Regions from separate parts of the Mus musculus genome. Here region 1 is linked to region 2. A link is a contact called in public Hi-C data. All regions are on one chromosome and are shown on one strand. The core of a region is the stretch at or near the end of the contact, and the rest is flanking DNA. Distances in the headings are between cores, read along the strand shown.

Region 1 (2,700 bases), core at 193-2,692, 190 kb before region 2:
TCCAGCCTAGAGCTCCCCAAATCCTTGCAGTCTCCAAAGTGAAAACCATCTTTGTGTTATCTCAATGACCTCACCTTGGGCTGGCAAAGTAGCTTAAGGGTCATGGCTGGCCAGCAGAAAGAGCAGCCCCAACCCCCAACCTTCAGGCAGGAGGGGGAGACTGGGGGTTCTTTTATGTCCCACGGGCAATGATCAAAGTCACTCAAACATAATTAGTGACTTCCAGACTCTCAGGAGTTGAGGGTCACACACTCCCCGAGAGAGAATGTGTAGTATGGCGTGACTCTGCAATAGGCTCATCCTTTGATGGTTTGGTCTACACCTTATGGTGCTGTTTTGGAGTCTTTAGGAGGTGGGGTTGGGCTGGTGGAAGAGAGTTACTACAGGCAGACTTTAGATTACACCTATCCCTGGTTCTAGCCTGTGCTCTCTGTCCTGCTCCACCACCCTGTGAGGAGTCTCCTCGGCATGCTCAGGTTCTCAGAGACAGAACTGCTCAGTCGCCATGCCTTCCTCACCATAGTGGACTGAAATCTGTCTGAAAGCAGAAGCCTAAGTAAGCCTTTCCTCTTGCCCTCTCCGTGTCCTTCTGAGGTTATAACCTGACACTGGGTTGAGGTTTAAGGAGAAATAAAGAAAACACAAAGGTAGGTGGCTCTGAGATATGACAGATCACTTGTTCCTTCCTGTACCGATCTTCTTGTCTTTTGTTCCCTCATATAACTTAGGCATACAGGTGGCTCTGAGTCTTGGTGGCCTGAACAACATCATACTCCTGTTTGAACCTAGACTTGTTTTCCTTTCCCTAATAATCAGATGTGACCCAGTGTGGTGACCTCTCCATGGAGCCAGGTTCATCCCTGCCTTTCTAAAACCTCACATCTCAACCAGGCTTTATGGCTTGCATCTGAAAGGTCCCACCCAGGATCAAATGTTTTAACAACTGACTTCCAGCTGGAGAAACTGTTTCTGGGGTGCTCTGCTACATAACTAGCAGTTCTGTGTCTTCCTTTGGGCATGATAGTCTGATCCTGCTTCCTGTCATGTCTGACCTCTCTCCTGATCTGCTAAAATGTGAACAAGCTATGCTGCCAGCTCCCATTGTCACAGGCCCAGCCACCATAGCATCCGAAATATCTCACCATGATGGGAGGTATCCTTTAAAGCTGTGAACCCAACCAAGCCTTAAGTTGCTTCTGTTGGATATCCTCTCATGCTGACAAGAAGATCTACCAACAAAACTTCTATCTTAATTGATACAGCCTGAAACTCCAGCTCCCCTCTATGTCCTGGAAGTCCTTCAAGGCTCTGTCTAAGGGCACTCTCAATCAACCAATCTTCTTGGTTAACTCTAGACTTGAGGCCCCTCCCCTTCCCTTTCCTTTGTTCCTTAACTTGTGGGAAGGTGATTCATACATGGGCTGCTTCTCTGGGATGTGGGCTGCGTGACAGCTTGGTGAAGGAGACTTGGTAAGGGCAGTAGCCCAGTGAAGTGACTAAGCAAGACAGCTGTGCTACTGTCACCAAACTAAAACAAACAAACAAAAGTAAGAATGAAGAGTTTTAGTGTGAAATGACACAAAATTGCTAACCAACTCCACAATCATTGTGAATATAAGTTAGTCTACTAGATTCTGCTGTCCATCCGCCTCATGTCTCTTGTGGAGGCCATATGCTCCCTCCACGAAGACGTTGGCAGCTTTCTGGGGATGGACAGCTGTCTTCTCCCACACCCCCACCTGCCTGCGAAGATGGTGCACACTAAGGAAAGCTGGGGCATATTTGTCCGGATCCCAAGCTCCTGCCACCACTACTAGGGACTATGTTGTCTTTGTTCATAGCATCCTTAAGGTAGAAAGAGCAACTCTAAAGTACCCTGCTCCACTCCATGATGACTGCCGAGAGCTAAGAGCTTCTTAAGAAGATCCGTTCCAAGCCATTTGGGCTCCTTCTATAAATAAAGCCTCCTCCGACAATTTTGGAACAGCATATTTATTTACCTGATAGATCATAACAGCTCTTTCAGTGCCTTTAGCCCTGGTAGGTGATCTTCAAGCACTTAGCTCCTTTGCACTTAGTTAGCTCCCTTTTCTAGGCAGCAAAATGGAGTTTAGCCCCTTGAACGAGCTGGCGCTGATGGGATGCGGTCCTCTTTGCTGTGGACTCGCTCTGATAGGAGCCATTAACACAGAGGCAGCAGGTGCCAAGGGGAAATGATTAATCAGAAGCGTCGGATGGTTCCCAGCCAGCACACGCATTTCTAAAGTGGCTATTGGCTGCAGGAAAGACAAGGATGGAGGAATGGGTATGACTTTTTCAAGACACCGGGAGAGAAAATGTCCCTCATATGAGACAGACCGTGCAGTGTGTTCCTTTCTGAGTCTGGCTTATTGCACTTAACATGACAGTCTTGATTCCATCCATTTTGCAGACAATGATGATATATTCTCAGTCCTTTTCACATGCCAGGCTGTCTCTATGTATCTATTGATTCTGTACCTTGAATATTGTGACACAGTGAAAGTGGGTTTGCAGGTATCTCCGTGCTGTGTTGACACAGGTTCCCAGAAGCAGGGTTAGATCAGAGTATATTAAGCAAAGTCCTCTAAAGGAACAGAATGAATGGGATGAAAACATGCATACACACACACACACACACACACACACACACACACACACACACCACATAAAACACTCACA
Region 2 (2,700 bases), core at 91-2,590:
TTAGCTGGAATAGCCCCTAATTGCTCTCTCAGGGAAAGTACGGTGCACGTAGGTATGACACAGATGTAGCTTCGACTATACGCAGGCAAGAGCGCTACATCAAAGCTATTTGCAAAGTGACATACCTGGTTATTAAAAAGTACATTTTTATTAGAGTCCCTGGAATTTGCATTCGTCCACGAGCCAAATGTATGTTTTCTTCCTTTCTTTTTTAAATGCAGCCATGGACTGTTAGGGTAACAGCCCATTCCTGACACCTACAAAGAAACCACACCTAAATATTTTCCCAGCCAGTTTAATAATTCTGAGTGTATCCATCGCTGCAAGTAGCCCCAGTCGTTTCTATGAGTTAATATTAGCTCATCTCTTCTGCTGGGTGCTGTGAAGAAGAAGAAAAAAGACCCGGACAATGTGAGTTTATCTGGTCCTGACTATGACTCTGCTCCTTATTCTACTGAAACAAATGGCAAAGGAAAACTTGCCGACTTTTGGCAAACTACAAAGGTTAACTCTATTCTCCTTGAGGAAGCGGATGCTAAGTGCTGTCTGTCCATACATTTTAAAGATTTAGAAGCGCCTGTTAGCACTCTTGGGTGAGCGAAAGCAGGAGCGTCCGTCTGAGGTGTGTGTGCAGAAGATCTATCTGGGTTCCTTCTATCTCTGCTACTGTTGAATCCTAATATTAATCACAGTAGGAAACAAGGTTATTTTTCAATGAGATTGAAAAGAAAAATCAAAGCTTTACTTGATGTCATCTTTCCTGGGTCCTTTAATGCAAAGTGGCAGGGTATGATGGCACTATGATTACTGAGTTTACAGGAAGAAAAAGACACCAACCCAGGGACAGCCAGAAATACAAATACGTGCCCCTCCTGATACCAGCACAACTCCTGACCCCACCCTAGGATTCCCAAAGGCCGTCTGAAGCTAAGGGAAAGTAAACTCAGGTGGATTCAAAAGGAACCAGAAGATCTAGCTGCGAAGTTGCCCCCTCCGCCCACTTCTCCCGACCCCCGAATTGTTCTGGACTGCACAGGCGGGCAGGGGAAGAAGGGCTGAGAAAGTTGGAGGTCTGACAACCTCAGAAGCAATCAAGAGTGTGTCCCTGCACCCCCGGGGACCCATGGCAGCCGCTCCCATAGCATCTTTTCAACTTTCTATAACTCATCTGCATGAATTTACTTTTTTGCCTTAAGAGGTTGTTGGAATGCGTGTTAAAACACACAGAGCGATTTCATCTCCATAGCATCACTAAAGAAATATTATATTAGTATAAAGTTGCGGGGGGGGGGTGTTGGAGGAAAAAGAAAGAAAAAGAGAAAGTCAGCTCTGCAGCGAGGCAGGCGGCAAAGCGCTGCTCAAAAGCGCCACCCAAAGGCGGGAGAATGTAAATGCAAGCCAGGAACCGCGGTTGGCTTGCTTGCATTTTTTTCTTTTTTCTTTTTTCTCTTATTTCTTCTTCTTCTTTTATTTCTTTTTCAATTTCAGAATGAAAAAAATGACAGCGCCACGCAACTTGACGGAGGCTTTTGATTGAATTGACTGATTGCTCCAGCTGCACCTGCGGAAAATTGATGACAATGCTGTCTAAACCATTCATTAAGGTCTGGAACTTCGCGCAGATGAATGCGGGATTCATATATTTGCTAGACGTGTGTTGGGAATAATATGACGAAGCACTGTTTCCAAATGAACATTTCTTTAACCTAATTTTATCGAAATCATGCAACGGAATGAAAGCACGTTCATGCCTGAACTCTGTCAAAGCAACTGCAACTAGGCACTCTCTCTCTCTCTCTCTCTCTCTCTCTCTCTCTCACTCGCTCTTCTTTTTGTCTTTTCAAAACATTTAGGTGGAATCTTTTCTTTGAAATATCTCTACTGCTCTGCCTTGAATTATTTGTTATGAAAATGCTTTTATTCTATTTTATTTTAGTCATTCAAAGTGTTATTCCCCACCAAATGAAGGGAAAGTATTTGAGGCTTCTTTTCCAAGCTCCAAATTTGCTAAATTGTATACAAGTAGAAAATAGTTTTGTTTTTTTTTTTAAGAAAAAGAAAACTAATAATACCACCCTCCTCTTAGACACCTCGGGAGGAATCATTTCGCACCAACTGGCCGTGCCTTCCCTTCGTAGAGAATTAGACTGCCTGCAGGCTTGGAAGGGAAATGAAATCCTTTTAAAATATTGACTGTTCTGGTCAAAACGGTGTGAATGGTATCTATACACCTTTTATGTAAGAGCCCCGACTCACTCTTGATTTTAATGTATCAAAGCACAATCAATATTGAATGAAGCTTTCGCTGCATGTCCAGAATAAAGGGGGGTAGGGGTGGCTGTAGAGAAAGGTGGCTGAGACGGAGATAAAATGTGGCTTTTATACCTGGCTTGGCTTGCTACAACTGAGAAGACGCTGTGTTTGAATCTATCTTCCAAGCAGCTAGCCTGCTGGAGGTGTGAATTGTTAGGGAGGAGTTTAAAAAAGAGAGAGAGAGAACCTTATTCTTAAGAACCAAAAATGCTGTACAAATAGATGTTACTTCTCCAACAAGGGCTCTATGCCTAGAACTTGCCTCCTTTCCCCCCCAAAAAAAAACCCTCAAAATGAATATTTATTAACTTAAGAACCTGGCGCAGGTCTGTCCACAGATCCCGATCTGCCAAAGCGCTTCTAGCTCTCTTCCCTGGCATTTAAGAA

What was found. A called contact is a pair of places that touch in the nucleus more often than the background predicts.
Region 1: a contact with region 2 is called in a Hi-C map of muscle stem cells, with 3 times the contacts expected there. The contact joins two enhancer-like sites. A contact is called at or near these places in 5 of 484 Hi-C or Micro-C datasets (cerebral cortex, liver, muscle stem cells and 1 more) and 1 of 115 datasets of contacts at active chromatin or transcription factors (fibro-adipogenic progenitors).

The regions. Positions count from the first base shown.
Region 1 is chr7:36,264,388-36,267,087 of GRCm38.p6, reverse strand. No RefSeq gene overlaps it. Among named protein-coding and RNA genes, the nearest start is that of Gm46016, 94 kb to the right of the region's middle. Within about 2 kb of position 1,442, at least 5 of the 459 cell types and tissues checked have an H3K27ac peak or open chromatin away from gene starts, as enhancers often do. A contact at or near this core is called in muscle stem cells, where this site is marked.
Region 2 is chr7:36,070,636-36,073,335 of GRCm38.p6, reverse strand. No RefSeq gene overlaps it. Among named protein-coding and RNA genes, the nearest start is that of Gm38991, 4.3 kb to the left of the region's middle. Within about 2 kb of position 1,340, at least 3 of the 459 cell types and tissues checked have an H3K27ac peak or open chromatin away from gene starts, as enhancers often do. A contact at or near this core is called in muscle stem cells, where this site is marked.